2 separate regions of the Oryctolagus cuniculus genome follow, and region 1 is linked to region 2. The links are chromatin contacts, called in public Micro-C maps. All regions are on one chromosome and are shown on one strand. The core of a region is the stretch at or near the end of the contact, and the rest is flanking DNA. Distances in the headings are between cores, read along the strand shown.

What was found. A called contact is a pair of places that touch in the nucleus more often than the background predicts.
Region 1: a Micro-C map of ear pinna shows a contact between it and region 2, with 4 times the contacts expected there. The contact joins the promoter of SKP2 here to the promoter of DNAJC21 in region 2. A contact is called at or near these places in 2 of 6 Hi-C or Micro-C datasets (ear pinna and an unstated tissue).

The regions. Positions count from the first base shown.
Region 1 is chr14:61,710,197-61,714,911 of mOryCun1.1, forward strand. It overlaps SKP2 (S-phase kinase associated protein 2), which reads left to right and starts at 3,245. Exons shown (of 10, transcript XM_051853834.2): 1 at 3,245-3,460; 2 at 3,937-4,208. The coding sequence starts at 3,453. LMBRD2 (LMBR1 domain containing 2) reads right to left here and starts at 3,049. Exons shown (of 18, transcript XM_002713965.5): 1 at 2,909-3,049.
Region 2 is chr14:60,590,617-60,594,752 of mOryCun1.1, forward strand. It overlaps DNAJC21 (DnaJ heat shock protein family (Hsp40) member C21), which reads left to right and starts at 2,693. Exons shown (of 12, transcript XM_008262105.4): 1 at 2,693-2,941. The coding sequence starts at 2,845.

The DNA of each region.
Region 1 (4,715 bases), core at 1,995-4,494, 1.1 Mb after region 2:
GACAGTGAGAGAGAGACAGAGAGAAAGGTCTTCCTTTGCCGTTGGTTCACCCTCCAATGGCCGCCGCTGCAGCCGGCGCACCGCGCTGATCCGATGGCAGGAGCCAGGATCCAGGTGCTTTTCCTGGTCTCCCATGGGGTGCAGGGCCCAAGCACCTGGGCCATCCTCCACTGCACTCCCTGGCCATAGCAGAGAGCTGGCCTGGAAGAGGGGCAACCGGGACAGAATCCGGAGCCCCGACCGGGACTAGAACCCGGTGTGCCGGCGCCGCAAGGTGGAGGATTAGCCTATTGAGCCACGGCGCCGGCTCCAATTTGTAGTAATTTTTAAAAAGTAGTCTTTTGTCCTGGATATTGATCTATTAATATTGGTGCTAAAAATAGTTTTTTTCCCTTACTAGAATGCAAATGGGGTGTGAATAATATTAATCAGGAAAATACCCAACATTAGTATAAATCATCATGCAGTTCTATAAGAACTGAGGGTATGGCTGGCGCTGTGGCCTAATGGGTAAAGCCGCCGCCTGCAATGCCAGCATCCCACATGGGCACCAATTCAAGTCCCGGCTGCTCCACTTCTGATCCAGCTCTCTGCTATGGCCTGGGAAACCAGTAGAAGATGGCCCAAGTCCTTGGGCCCCTGCATCTGTGTGGGAAGACCCAGAGGAAGCTCCTGGCTCCTGAATTCAGATTGGCGCAGCTCCAGTAGTTGCAGCCATTTGGGGAGTGAACCAGCGAATGGAGGACTGACTCTCTGTCTCTGTCTCTCTGTAAGTCTGCCTTTCAAATTCATAAATAAATCTTAAAAAAATATATATGTAGCTAATAATCTGGAGTCTTCAATGGAAACAATTCTTTGCCACATACATTCAAAAGAACTGCACACACCAACTTAAATTTTATTTACTATATTAAGATAAAAGCTGTGATAAAAGGAATGTGAAAAAAATTCCCATATTAACAAGTTGTATTTCTGTTTTCAGGACAGATAACAAAAATCTTGTGGTAAAAGATTGATTTTCATGACTGACAGGCTCTCCCTGAAATCCTAATGTCCAATTAATTCAGACACTGCACATATTCTAGTTCTCAGGGAACGCCTAGCTAAACCCAAGCATGAATGAGGACATTGCTTGTCTGTACATTAGAAGCACGCAGTCTATCAGACCTCCCCACCTTATGAGATCTATACCTGGTCTCTCCCAGCTACTTCATATCTCATCATCATGGTGTTTAATTGCTTTTCCTTGTTTATTCTTTTCTCCTCCATTAATTTACAAGCTCCCTCTTATTTATTTTATTGAAGGATATTATAACCTTGTTTAAAAGATTTTCTCAATTTTATTAAAAAGACTCTTCAGTAAGTTGGCAGTCTTAAAGAAGTTTTCTCCTTCAGCCAAAGCAACATAAAGGCAATTTTATGCAAAAAAAAATCAACAAGATATCGCATTTTAAAATATACTATATAGGAGCCGGCGCCGTGGCTCAATAGGCTAATCCTCCACCTTGCGGCGCCGGCACACCGGGTTCTAGTCCCGGTTGGGGCGCCGGATTCTGTCCCGGTTGCCCCTCTTCCAGGCCAGCTCTCTGCTATGGCCAGGTAGTGCAGTGGAGGATGGCCCAGGTGCTTGGGCCCTGCACCCCATGGGAGACCAGGAAAAAGCACCTGGATCCTGGCTCCTGCCATCGGATCAGCGCGGTGCGCCGGCTGCAGCGGCGGCCATTGGAGGGTGAACCAACGGCAAAGGAAGACCTTTCTCTCTGTTCTCTCTCTCACTATCCACTCTGCCTGTAAAAAAAAAAAAAATATATATATATATATATACTATATAGAACATTATCGTAATGCATTGTGAACACTCAGTCTAGTGTTCTTCACCTAGGACCAAACGATTTGTGAACAGACGCCTTCTTTACAACGGTCCCACTTTCTAGAACAGATTAAAGGTTCATAAACACCTGCCTCCATCAAGAGGCAGTGCCTTTTCAAACTAAGTACCAAGTCTGGCACAAGCACCAGCCGGGGCAAGGGAGGTTTAATTCCAGCATAAAGAGAATCTTTCAACGTTTTTCCAGAAAACCGCGAGGGTATGTCGTTTGATCAAGCTGGCCTGCTTACTTCTGAAATTTATAAATCCTCTTCATCTGCGTTAGGGTTGGAATCCATCCCCCCTCCCCTCTTCCACTGTCTGCCCGGGATCACACTTGTAGTAGGGTTGCACAATGGATTTCGCCTGGTCATCCGACCTGGAATATGGCACGTTCTCTACTCCAACCGCCTCCAATCTCTTCTCCTCAGAGATAGGCTAAAAATGCAGCTCGCTTTGAGGCGGCGACACAAACGGATGCAACCGAAAGGCTTTGCAGGTGGCCCCTTGCGTTGCACCGGTCAAGCTCCCTACAAACCTAACAGTCCTCTCACCTACTGCCATGCTAATATTTAAGAGACCTGTCGAGGCCGCCAGGGGGGTGCGCGTCTTCCCTAAGGCACCCTGGAACCTGTGGTCGCCGCCCCTCCCCCCAAAAAATTAAACCACGGCTGCGACTTGGAATTGCCCTTCCGTTTACAAAACGCTTTCACACGCGTTCTCTCTCCGATGTGCGTCATTGTTGTCGTGGCTGTTTTACTAACGAGGCAAGGATCCTGTCCACTGACCCAGTAGTCTAGGGGCCGCCTTCTCCCAGGTGGAGATCGTCCCGGTCGGAGGAACGCGCAGGTGGGACGCCCGCAGCTCGCCGCCTCCCACCCGGCCGGTGGTCCAGGCTACTACCCTCCCTCGGCGGCGAGGGCCGGGGGCCCCGTGGTGGCGGCTACTCGGGGTCTCCCGGGTCCCCTCTCCATCTCCCGCTGCGCTCGATCCCCCGAGCCCAGACCCCAGAGAGTCTCATGCGCTTTCCTTCAGGCTCACCGTCCGATCTCGCTCGACAGCATGTGGAAGGGACGGGAAACTCCGTGTCCGCCACGGCAGTCCAGGCTCTGGGACCCACGCTCGGACGCGACGGCGGTGGCTGTCACCAGCAGGCCCGAGGGCTGTCTGGGGATGAAAACCCGTCAGCAGTTAGGTGGCTGACATTTCCCAGTCAGCCGAAGCACCGCCCACTTCCGCTTCCCCGCCTACCCCGTGGGCCGAGCATCCCCGCACCGCGTGGGGTTGTGGGTATCCAGAGGGCGGGCAGAGCTGTAAGAAAAGGAAGTAGCAAGAGCCAGTCAGACTACGAGGCGGGACTACAATTCCCAGCAGGCTGCGGGGCTGCAGACGGCCGCCGGCGAGGCGAGCGGGCAGAAGAACCCTGCGCGCGCGGCGAGGATGGAACGTTACTAGAGTTCGCGGGTCTGGCGCCGGGGGCCGGAGCCGCACTCTTCGAGCCGCTGCGCGCCAAAGCGGGAATCTAGGAGGCGGGCAGCTCTGCAGTTAATGCAGGTAATTTAAAACATCCGAACCTGTGGACGCCATGCACAGGTAAGCCGTTTGCAAAAAGGAGGAGAGTATGAATGGACCATCTTAATTCTTTTAGGCCGCAGATACTGCTGCTTAACTAATATTGTTATTAATGCCGTTGTAGAATAGACCTTTCTTGGGGAAAGTGCGGGTGGATGGCCGCCTTGGTGCGGGAATCGGTGTCCCGCTTTATTTGGCTTCCCCGCGGCCGGTTTCAATCACTGTGTGATCGCCCTTGTACTTTCCTTGTTCTCTCCCCTGGAAGAAATTCTCGGGGCCTTCTGCTTGACCGCAAATCGAAAAGCCTTTTCGATTTTTTCCGGTTACTTTCTCCTTCGTTGCCGGGGAACTCGCCGCGGGCACGTAAAAAGTGCCGTTCTGTTAGCTGCGGCGACGGTTTCCTACCGGGTGTAACCTGTAGCTTGCTTTGTGCCCACCTTGGAAGTCCTCACGGGTGTACTTCAGAAAGGAACCGAGGGTATTGTGTGCTTCTGCAGGAAACACCTCCAGGAGATTCCAGACCAGAGTGGCAACGTCACCACTAGTTTCACGTGGGGATGGGATTCCAGCAAGACTTCTGAACTGCTGTCAGGCATGGGGGTCTCCGCCCTGGAGAAGGAGGAAGTGGACAGTGAAAACATCCCCCAGGAACTGCTCTCCAATGTGGGCCACCCACAGAGCCCCCCGCGGAAACGCCTGAAGAGCAAAGGCAATGAGAAAGACTTCGTGATCATCCGCAGACCGAAGATCAATAGAGAAAATGTCCCAGGTGAGGTGTGAAGGTGTGCCGATGAAAACTGCCAGTTCCGTAAAGGCTGGCTTGAACTAATATTTGGTCGCTAAGCCTTTGTTAGGGATCTTTAGGATAGGCCTCTCTTAAAAGTGCCCAAAACTGAAGTTATTTTCCAATGAAATGGGGCAAGTTGTTGAAGTCATAGGAATCTTTGTAGATATGTATCTTCTGGTCCACCATGGATTTCGAAATTTTAACCCCTGAGAAGATGTCCCTACCTTCTTCCTTAAAAGGGAGTCGGGCTGTTCAAAGTGCAGCTCAGCGCTGCTGGTAAATGGGAATATAAACAATGATCTGCTTTTAGGATTCTTTTTGTTTATAATCCACTGCTCTGTACCCCTAAGTAAGTTTTTTGCCTTACTCATGTTAGTTGTTCATTAATGAACTGCCAAAGCGAGTGTTAAACTAAGTGGAGAAGACTCATCTCATCTCCCTAGGTCCACTCCCAAGCAGGCTTCTCCCAGTGTGCTATGTCTGTAACTC
Region 2 (4,136 bases), core at 1,443-3,942:
AAAATCATTTTTGGTCAGGTATTGGTTTTTCTTGAGTGATTGTGTGTGTGTGTTTTGAAGATTTATTTACTTATTTGAAAGTCAAGAGTTACACAGAGAGGAGAGGCAGAGAGCGAGAGGTCTTCCATCTGATGGTCACTCCCCAGTTGGTTTCAACGGCTGGAGCTGCGCCAATCAGGAGCCAGGAGCTTCTTCCAGGTCTCCCACAAGGGTGCAGGGGCCCAAGGGCTTGGGCCATCTTCTCCTTTTCCAGGCCATAGCAGAGAAGTGGATTGGAATAGGATCAGCCGGGACTAGAACCGGTGCCCATATGAGATGCCGGCACCTTAGGCCAGGGCGTTAACCTGCTGAGCCACAGCACCAGCCCCCATAGTAAGGTTTTTCTAGACATCTTCTTTAAGTTATATTTAAATTTTTTTAAACGATTTATTTATTTATTTGAAAGAGTTACACAGAGAGGAGAGGCAGAGAGAGAGGGGTCTTCCATCCACTGGTTCACTTCCTAAATGGCCGCAGTGGCTGGAGCTGTGTCAATCTGAAACCAGGAGCTTCTGTGTCTCCCACGCGAGTGCAGGGGCCCAAAGATTTGGGCCATCTTCTGCTTTCCCAGGCCACAGCAGACAGGTGGATCAGAAGTGGAGCAGCTGAGACTGGAACCATTATGCCATAGCACTGGCCCCACATTTTAATTTCATATTTTAAATCTTTCATGTGGGCAGAACTGTCATCAATCTTACATGGTTTTTTTTTTTTAATTTTGTCAGCATTCCTGGGTTTAAGTAGGCTACCTGAAATCTTCAAAGTCTTCTAAATTGTGCAAGTAATTCAGGTTAGATTTTCAAAATATTTATGGCTAATTAAGGCCAAATCTGGTTGAAAGCAAAAAATAATGGCCACTATGTAGCCTTGGATGAAACTAAGTCATAGTCAATGTTTGTTTTTGAACACCCATGCATATCTACAAAGTTACAGGCAAAGATAGATTTTTTTTTTTAATTTTTGACAGGCAGAGTGGACAGTGAGAGAGAGAGAGAGAGAAAGGTCTTCCTTTGCCGTTGGTTCACCCTCCAATGGCCGCCGCTGCAGCCGGCGCATCGCGCTGATCCGATGGCAGGAGCCAGGATCCAGGTGCTTTTCCTGGTCTCCCATGGGGTGCAGGGCCCAAGCACCTGGGCCATCCTCCACTGCACTCCCTGGCCATAGCAGAGAGCTGGCCTGGAAGAGGGGCAACCGGGACAGAATCTGGCGCCCCAACCGGGACTAGAACCCGGTGTGCCGGCGCCGCAAGGTGGAGGATTAGCCTAGTGAGCCACGGCGCCGGCTCCAAAGATAGATTCTGTTCTTGAGAGCATAAAGTTCCCATTTCCCCTCAAGCTCAGACTTCTCAGTCCATGTCCAGTGCCAATGCCAAAAGGTTGAGGCTGTGGAAAATAAAAGTTTTGAATGGTGACTGGTGACATTGCTGTGTGGAGAAACCTGGTAAGGCTTAGGGTTGGTTTTGATACTAGGGAATAAGGGATAAACAAATTGTTCATTTCAACAGGTGTCAGAAACACCACTAACCCTTCTGTCCTTACCCATATGTAGTTGATACAGGAAACTCACAGGTAGTGTGTGTGAATACTCCACATTACAGGGGAATGTATTGGTGTGTGGATGCAATTTAAGGACAGTGGGATATGACACCTTATCAAATTGCAGCAGTTGTACAGATCCTCCGTACTGTAATACAATGTAATACATGTAGATCAGCCAGAAGCTACTGGTTAAATACTATTCCATAGCCACTTTCTCAGTCCAAGCCAATTATGGAAAGGTAGGATTATTGACCAGAAATACATTTAAAGAGGACTGGATGGATGAATACTCAACATTTTATCCTTGACAATAATAAAGCTTTTGGTATGTTACTTGAAGAAATGTTTATCTTACTGTAATTTTCCATGTAGATCAGAGTACTAAGTGGCAGCTGAAGAGTTGGAAAGAGATTAAGGAAAGAGATTAAAAATTGGGTTCAGTCCAGCCAAGTACTGCCACTGTCAGCTGAGGAGGGTCAGGCCAGCCACAGGACTACTTGAGTTGCTGGCTCAGTGGTGAAGATGCCTCTTGGGAAGTCTGGGAGTCTGTCCTGTGTCAGAATGCCCAGGTTCGAGTCCTGGCTCCGCTCCAGATTCCAGCTTCTACCCATGTGTACCCTAGGGGTAGCAGGTGATAGCTCAAGCAGTTGGGTTCCTGCATGCACGTGGGAGATCCGGATTGACATCCCCACTTGTGGGTTTGGCCAGGCCCAGCCCTGGATGTTGCTAACATTCGGGGAAATAACCAGGGATGGAAGTTCTCTGTATCCTTTTCAAACAAAAGGTGAACATTTATAACTTATAATATAGTCAGAGCCCTACAAGATATTTACCAGAACCTCTCATAGCAACCCTATTCCGTCCCATCAGCTTTCAGATCAGCGGCCAAGTAGACGCCACTCAATCTGATAGCCATCTGTGGCCCTCACAATGACACCTGACGGCCCTGCCTCCCTTCCGCGAGGCTCCGCCCCCACCCCGCCGCTGCCCCGCCTCCCTCGCGCGCGGCCCTTCCGGGAGCAGATCCGCCCCGCCTCCCATGCGGAGCCGCCGCCGCCGGCACCGCCCCCTCCGCGCGCCCGCGTGCCGCAGCCCGCGTCGCCCGCCAGCGCCGCGCGCCTCCGCCGTCCCACGCCGCCGCCGCCGCCGCCGCGCTCGCTGGCTGGCCCGGTGCGGGCGCCGGGCTGCCGCCGGAGGAGAGGCCCGTCAGCGCCGCCGCTGCCCCTGCCCGGGCCCGGGTCGCCCCGGCTCCCCGCCTGGCCCGGCGATGAAGTGTCACTACGAGGCGCTGGGGGTGCGGCGCGACGCCAGCGAGGAGGAGCTCAAGAAGGCCTATCGGAAGCTGGCCCTGAAATGGCACCCTGGTAGGTGCTGTCCCGCAACCGCCGCGGGCCCGCGACCCTTCTCACCCCTCTCCTGGGCGACGCCGGGGGCCCGGCCCGGCGCCCCGCTCCCAGGCCCCTCCGGCTCAGAACCCCGCTCTTTCCCGACGGTCCCGGCTCCCGCATGGCCACCTGATGGGGAGAGACAGGTGTCGGCGACTTCACCTGCGCCCCCGCACACACCCGGGGCGGGGGCCGGGGCCGGGCCGCGAGGCTCCGAGCTCAGGCTGGCCCCTGCCTCGCCCCTGGTGGGCCTCAGTCCATGGAGCTCCCAGAACTTCATCCAGGAATCCCTAACTTGGGCACCTTTCTCAGCGAAATTAAGTCAGGGGAGCTCGTCAGGGGCCCTCTAAAAGGAATGCTTCTCTCTGCTGCTCGTGGGCCGGCGAAGCAGCCCTGCGCCTCACTTGGGACCCGGTTCTGCGGCTCACTCTGATGGAGTGTCCGCCCGTGTGTGTGTGTGTGTGTGTGTGTGTGTGTGTGTGTGTGTGTTGATTTAGAACTATGCCGCCTCTGGTGGTTCTGTTTGGTTGTGACCCGGGCCTGTGTGGCATTCCAGCCCGGGAAACTACGAAGTTGAATCTCAGCCTTCTGGGGTTTATAATAAGGAGCGTGAGTAGTTTCATGAATTCGTAAACACAGCTGGCAGGTGATCGCCTTGTATGCATGCGAACTCTGAAATGCCAAGACAGGGACCTCGGAGCCTCGCTGGGCAACACGCCACACATACATACAGGTGCAAATGAAACAGTGTAACGTGGTGATGGGTTGGTAGTTGGGTTAACAGAGCAACTAATAATTTCCTGGGAATTATCTGTGTGTGAGCAGGGACTTGAGTTACCTTGTCACCGAGGACCCCGGGGGAACAGAATTTGAAAATGCAAACTTAAAGTATGGGGGGGAGCACAGTGGGGGCAGAAGACGGGCCAGGGGCAGTTGGACCGAGGTGGTGGTCCTGGGAAGGCGGAGATGAGGGAACGGGCAGAGGCCCAGCTGGGAAGGGGTGTTGATGGTTGCTGAAACAAGCAACAGGTGTGAGTCTGTTCTTCAAAGGAATACTGACTGCCAGCAGAAGCACTGAAAAATGGCATGAAAATCAGGTACTTCCCAAAAGTTCTTTGGAACTGTAATTAAAAGATGACTTTATTTTGCTTCAAACATTTTTTTGAAATCCCTG